Linked DNA regions of Mustela erminea: region 2 is linked to region 1. Evidence: chromatin contacts called from public Hi-C data. All regions are on one chromosome and are shown on one strand. Each heading gives the region's core, a stretch centred on a gene start, on an enhancer-like site or on the middle of the called end of the contact. The rest is flanking DNA. Distances are from core to core; before and after follow the strand shown.

Evidence for each region. Hi-C and Micro-C count contacts between places; a contact is called where the count stands out from the background.
Region 2: a contact with region 1 is called in a Hi-C map of spleen, with 5 times the contacts expected there. The contact joins the promoter of COMMD10 here to the promoter of LOC116587166 in region 1. A contact is called at or near these places in 2 of 3 Hi-C or Micro-C datasets (fibroblasts and spleen).

The regions. Positions count from the first base shown.
Region 1 is chr3:17,835,439-17,839,103 of mMusErm1.Pri, forward strand. LOC116587166 reads right to left here and starts at 2,076. Exons shown (of 4, transcript XM_032337902.1): 1 at 1,598-2,076. The coding sequence starts at 1,789.
Region 2 is chr3:18,300,195-18,303,859 of mMusErm1.Pri, forward strand. It overlaps COMMD10 (COMM domain-containing protein 10), which reads left to right and starts at 1,811. Exons shown (of 7, transcript XM_032335406.1): 1 at 1,811-1,925; 2 at 3,293-3,383. The coding sequence starts at 1,885.

The DNA.
Region 1 (3,665 bases), core at 826-3,325:
GTGACCCTGTTTAAAGCTTCTAAAGCCTCCGCTTTATAAGTAAAAAAGAACTGTATCTATATTCTGCTACATAAAAGATCTAATTTTTTTTTTTAGCCTGGAATAGTAGTGGTAGTATTCTCAGCACCAAGCACAGTGTCTGATGCTGACACCTGAAACACACTCACAATTCCATAATGCCACCCTTGCTATCTTCTTTTCCGTCCCCTGGCTCTGGTCCATGAAGTTAAACAAACCAAAGGGTGATCCTTAGCCTCCCTCCCTTCACTCACAAAAGCCAAATCACCACCAAGTTCTTGATTTCACCTACTAACTTCTCTCCAATCCCTTCACTTTCCTCCTTCCCCACAGCTCCCATCCTAGAAGGCTGGCCCACTCTAGTACTCTCCGCATCAGTCTTCCACAACCACTCTCCAACACTCTAATATCTCTACCTGCACAAGTAAATAAATATCCATATAACTACCCCAAACACCTGGATCACAGCACTGCCTGCTTAAAACCCTGAGAGCTCTCCCATACTCTTAAGAAAAACTAAAATCTTTAACGAGGCCAGCAAGGCACATGGTCTGGCCCCTGACCTCCCTTCCTCTGGCTCCTTATTCCTAACCATACTGGATCTCTCAGTGGTCCTCAAAGACGCAGTCACTCTTGGTACATACCAGAGTATGTACAACTAATCCTTTAGACTTGAGTTTAAAATCACTTCCTAAAGGAAGCCCTCTTCGCTCCCAAAGATAGATCATTTAATCTCCTATTTTCTGCTCTTAAAGCAGAGTCTTTTTTTTTTTTTTTAGCAGAGTGTTGATGAATGAGCAATTACTAAGAAAAGCATAGGATGGGGGTGGGGGGGGGAGAGTAGGATGGGTAGGGAATCAAGCATGATGGCAGTGACCCAAGCTTTTTGAACCACTTCTGTAATCACCAGCACCTACCACTCAACAGCTACTTGTATGTTAAGTCAGCCTACCAAGGAAAATAGAAATAAGGACTATTGTAACAAACTTAATAAAGTACATTCTGTGAATTAAAGTCCGTTTTCTATAAAATCCCCAAGACAAAAAGGGGCCTCTCACTGATCACACCTCTTCGTTCTACACCTTTGGCAGGTGCTCACCAGGCCTCCCACGGAGCTCTTCCCATGACAGGGGGCAGAATTCACCTAGAGTCCTAGTAACATCAGTGGAAAAAGATACTGGCAGTCCTTCAAATCTGATTAAAGTGGAGGTGCGGGTCAGGGAGAGCAGGGGACGGGACACTGAGCGCCACAGAACAGGAAGAACTTTTTCTTAAGAAAGGAGAGTCTTTCAAGGAGGGAAGTTCGATGGGCGTTGAAAGGCAGGCCACCTGAGCATGGAAGGGCAAGTCACAGCTACAAGCATTTCTGGAATCCACGCATCTTCCTATCTGGTCTAAAATGGCTCTCGCGCCAGGTTGAGAACAGGAAAGGCCAATGCCCCGCACCGGCTACCTAGGGGTGAGTCCTGACTCGGCCAAAGAACGGAAAAACCACGGCAGGAGGGAGGCAGCAAGCAGGCTGCAGCCCCGACCCCGGAACCGCGAGCTGAGGCCCCTGGACTTCGAGAGCACGGAGTACCTGGAACTCGAGGGTGCACTTGGTGCCCTGCGTGATGTCCTCGTAGAAGCACTGCTTGGCATTGTCCGGCAGCTCGAAGGTGATCTCGGAGGCGCCGCCGGGCCCCGGCACCAGCAGCAGCAGCGCGAGCAGCCTGCAGCCCCAACGGCCCGCGGCGGCCGCCCAGCGCTGCGCGGACCCCGGCCCCGGCATCCCGAGGCGACGGCGGCGGCGGCCTCAACCGAGCTGCGGGGAGACGCGGGGTCAGGTGGGCGCCGACTCGCCGCGCGCGCAGGCCTCGGCCCGGGCGGCCCGCGAAGACGCACGGCAGAGTCGCTCCGAGCCTCGGAGAGATTCGGGAGGAGGAGCGAGCCGCTGGGTGCCGGCGAGCGGTGCGCAGGGACCGGGGCCTGGCGCCGGGAACGACCTACAGAGCGGAGATAAGGCCGGTACGGCACCGGCGGAAAAGGCCTGAGATGGCCGGAAGTAGGGCGAGCGCCTGGAAAAAGGGGGCGGGGCCTGAGGCACCTGCTCCAGCAACCCGGATGTGCTCTCCCCGCGCAGAGGCGGAGAGGCGTTGGAGTGTGTACGTGGAAGCTCGCGAGACGTCGGCTTCGGGGCCGCCGGCTCCGGAGGCGAGGGGCGGGGCCATCGTCCTGAACGTGGCGGGGCGGGGCCAGAGAGAAGGGTGTGTCCCGCCGGTGTCTAGGTGGGGCGTGCCGCCCGCAGGTACCACGTCGACCGCTCTGCTTCAGCGTTCACATCTGTACAATGAAGACAGTACTGCCTTACCCACAGCATTATTACAGGGCTTCAGTACTTGCAGAGAGTACCTTACTTTTTGGTATTCTAAGCACTCAATAAGCTTTTGTTAAATAAAAATAAACGTCATTTGAGCGCTCCTTATCAGGCACCGTGCCAAGAGTATTACACAAGTCCTTCTGCGCAGTCAGGTATGATGTCACCTATTTTCGTGATGAGTAAATTGAGGATCCAAAAAGTTGAGTAACTTGCCTATGGTCATAGCCTGGTTTGTACTGGAGAGCTTTAAAAAAAAAAAAACTGTAGGTAATAGTAACAAACGTGTTGATTTCTTAAATTATACATTTTCTTGTGCATATGAACACATCTTAGGGATTATGCCATTTTTAAAGAAATGACCATGGTGAGGCTCACGCACTCAAAGATGATCAGCAGAAGGTGGTAGAGGGCTTTATGAGAAGTAAATAGGGTGAGGTGGGTGGCTCAGTGGGTTAAAGCCTCTGCCTTCGGCTCAGGTCATGATTTCAGGATCCTGGTATGGAGCCCCTGCATTGGGCTCTCTGCTCAACAGGGAGCCTGCTTCCTCCCTCTCTCCTGCCTGCTTCTCTGCCTACTTGTGATCTCTCTCTGTGTCAAATAAATAAATAAAATATTAAAAAAATAATAAAATACTTATTTTTCAGTTATTTGACAGTTCCTGAGCTCATGAACAGTATGTTTGTATGCAGCACTCAAGGAGACTATAAGGTATCGGATATGGATTGTGCTTTCCTTTTACAAGGCAATGAACGGCGCACTGCAAGGTCAAGAAAGGACATACTCTGTTGAAGATATGTAATAACACGTAGGAAAAGAAAATTGGATAAAGCGAGGAAATTAAAAAATAGCTACTTTCTAACCACCCCAGGGAGGTTTGTGGGTGGGAGGGAAGAGGGACTATGGTCTTGGTGGAGGTCTGGCAACTGGTGAGGCTTGAGCGAGAATGGGCTAGTGAACAGAGAAGTGGGCAGTAGGTGCCTGCTGGAGGTTTATCTGGGTCGAAACTCAAGGAATAGTTATTCTTCTCAACTTGGCAATTAAGGCTGAGTCAGTGACTGAGAAGCGCTGCGTGAAACACTAGGACGAAACCCCAAACAGCCAATAAAACAGCTCCTCAAAATGGCTAGCGTTTCCTTATCTTCCTGCTAGGCAGTCCCCAGGAACAAAATCGTGCCTGGAAATGCAGTTTTGATGTGATGCTTCTGCTCGTGTCACGATCACGGTCACTGACACCAACGATCATTTCCTGTGCGTGACCTATCTTTTAAACATTTGGCACTGATTATTT
Region 2 (3,665 bases), core at 561-3,060, 460 kb after region 1:
CATAGATCCGTATGCATATACGCCAGAGACCACAGAAATATTTTGGCTGAGGGTCTCACTTAAGGGGTGAAATTATTCTCTGCCTCAAGCCTTTATAGCAAAAAGTACCAATAAAAAGTGATAACCCCCATCAATGAAACCAAGAAAAATTCTGGAGACTTTTTTTTTTTCCCCAAAACCTTGGAAGTCTGTGCTTTGAGTTATGAGGAGGGGAGAGTGCTTCTCCCATACACACGGGACACTGTTTAATTCTTACCACAGCCCGGGGAAGCCAACACAGACATTATAAGACATGAATAAGAAGTTTAAGGGAGGAAAAGTGCTCTGTTCCAAGTTACATGGATTCAGGGCTCCAACCATCTTGATGCTATTTCCCTCAAAATCCCAGCTGTGGTTGTGAAGGAACTGAGGAGGTAAATTTCACTAGTGATTCCAAATGGTTTTAGAAGGGTGGTAGCCCTGCTTCAGGCAATGAATGAAGACTAAAGGAAACTTATTCAGAAGTCGAGGGAAACTGGGGTCTTTCTAAAATTATGCCAGGTATAGTAATCTGTGTTTGTATCAGAGACCTATAATTTATGTAGATTCGCATACATCTTTTTCAGACACTGCACAAATTGGGGAGTGTGTGGAGTGTTGTGGAATTAAATGTATTTGTATGTGTTCAACACACTGTATAATTGACTCAATTATCCATGTGGGGATTATTCACTTTTAATTTGCAATCTGGCTTCTCCTTTCAGTTAGGATGTTTTGGGGGCTGCTCTAGGAATGCCAACTAATTTAAATAATAATTTAAGTAAAACATAATTAGGTAGGAAAATTAAATTCAATCTTTTGCCAGCTCCCAAAGATTCTACAGCTGAAATGTAACACTAACTCACTCGCTATACTTTTTCACTCTCCAAAGCTATTTTACTACCATGGGATTTTACTGCTTTCCATAGATTATTGCAATAGTTCCCTGTTTGACTTTCTGCTTACCTCTTGCCAATCCAATCATCATTCCACTGACAGTAATTTTCAAAAGACAAAAACCAAAAAGAAGACCAACAAAAGGACGGCAGCTCTCATCACAAAAATTTCTCTGCTTGAAAACATTAATGGGGGCGCCAGATTGGCTCAGTCGGTTAAGGGTGCTCAGGTCATGATCCCAGGGTTCTGGAATCGAGCCCCACCCCCCGCCCCTGCATGGGGCTCCCTGCTCAGCCGAGAACCTGCATCTCCCTCTCCCTGCTTGTGCTCTCTCTCTCTGTCCAATAAATAAATAAAATCTTAAAAGAAAAGAAAAGAAAAAATATTAATGACTCCCCATTTCTCACTAAGCTCCAGAGCACATGCTCTAATCTTTCCTTCAAGACCTCAAGCCACCTGTAACAGGAAATTTTCCCGAACCTATCCCCCGGGCTCGCCACTCTTCCCATCCCTGAATCCCTGGAGGGCCCTTCGTGTTTTTCTCTGAGGCGGGCAAACGTATTTGTGAACCCACGTTGCATCCCTGCTCTACTGTGAGGTTCTAAATGGCATTCTCTGCGGGGCTGAATGTCCCCCTACGAAGCAGTACCTAGCTCAGCACCGCACCGCGGAGGGGCGCAATGAAACGTCCGCTCGTTGTTCAACGGTCCGCTGTGCATGGATAATAGGCAAATAGGTAAATATACCTAAGTGCATAGGCGAACAGGCTTGAGGCAGAACAGGGACAGCGGCGGAAGACAATGAGGAGGGTCCCTCTTCCCTGGAAGAACCACGCACAGAATTCGCTCGAGCGTCCAGAGGCGGAGGCGGAGGCGGCACGGCTTGGGCCTTCCGGCCTTCCGTAGGCCTGCGGTCATTGGCTGGGCTGGAGGCAGCTGACAGGCGGAGGCAGGCGAGGGAGCTTCAAGGATGGCGGCCGCCACGGCGCTGATCCTGCCGGAGAGCCCCAGGTAGCCGCCCAGGGGTGGCACGGACCGGGCGCCGCCAGGACGCTCCAGCTGGCTGTCGCCTTGGCTCCGAGGCTGGGCCCGGCGGTGGAGGGTGGGCGCGGAGCTGGCGAAGTCGCGGTGCGGCCCCGCGGGAGTGCCGGGGTCTGTGGGCGTCTCACCCTCTCGGTGGTTCACCTCCGTGGGGCTCCAGTGCCTGGCAGCTGGGGTCAGTAGGGCAGTGTGTGGTGTGTGTCACCGTTCCCAGAGTGTGGGGTCTTAACTGCCCACGCCCGCCTGGAGTAGTGCTGAATCACGTGCAAAGCTATGCCCTTTTTCTGTTTTCGGCTCGCTCTCAGGCCTGAGTATGAGAAACGCTCGCGGTGGGGCTGGACGGTCTTGAATCCGTAACAGGTGTCAGTGTCCCTTTTCAATCAAGAGAGAATAGTCCTCAGATTGGGAGTTTGGGGATGGTAACAGTATCAAGCCAGAGTTTGGTAACATGGGTTTGGATTTCTTTCTTTTTCTTCTTCTTTTTTTTTTTTTTTAATTTCTAGTTCATTTCTACTTATGGTAGGTAAGGTCGGGGGCCCAAAGTGGTGATATAAAGTTCTCTGTTAAAATGCAGTTACTTAAATAGAAATGACTCCCATTTCATGAAAAATAAATACTAGGGCAGGTAGTGTGCGGATGCGGGAAAAAGTGCTGAGGTGTTGGAAAGTACTTTCCATGTCCCTGAATTGGACAGGGATCTTCTTGAAGAAGAGAACTGTCATTTCAGAGTTCTTCTTTATTTCTGGATTCCTTGAGTCCTGACGCTCAGTTCCTCCCCTCACTTCAGTGTCCTGTTTAACACCCACCACATGTAACACCCACCACAAGTAAGCCATAACCTGTATGATAATTTGAAGTTGATTATTACCGTTGAGGCACAGCTTTAAAACAACTGTGTACCGTTATCCCAAATGACTTTGCCTTATATGTATTTATTCCATTACCTGCCATGCAGCATTTTTTTTTTTTTTTTTGTATTTTGGTGTCAATCCCACTTTCCTCCTTCCATTCTTTCCATAGTTCCTCTGTGGGTTAGGGTTAGTAAATATTCACTGCTGAATTAATGCCATCCCCCACAAGGTGCAGACTTCCTCTAGTTGCGGGCTTTGCCCCCAAAGAAAGAGAAACTTCCCAAATGGACAAGTACTTTTGGGAGGCATCTTTTTGGAATCGTCCTGCCTCCTTTGCGGGCCATCATTTGGACTTGTTTATAGCAATCAGAGTTGTTGAAATGGAAACTCCAAGACAGCAGCAATTGTAGACAAGTGTACTTTTGGCAAGAACAGTTCACTCATTTTAAAACTCATTTTAAAATTTTGTTTTACAAATTTATTTAGCATGAAAAAAGCAGTGTCGCTGATAAATGCAATAGATATAGGAAGATTTCCACGATTGCTCACCCGAATTCTTCAAAAACTTCACCTGAAGGTTTGTATTTTTGTATTTCTGTAGTTTCTACTTTCTTGTGATTGCACTGAAACTCTTTGTTTCTCCTTGAAAAACTTTTTCCGAAGTGTAGTGTTCCCCAGTGTGTCCGTGGCTCTCTAGGACATTTTGTGATGTCCCATGGTCATAAGTTTGGGAAACTCTTCTTTCATTAAAGCTAATCTTCTTTATTATGGAACTTTTCAGAGTGTATATATTATATATGTATTTTTGGAATATATTTTATGGTAATGTTTACAGTAAATATTTAAGGGTGAATATGGT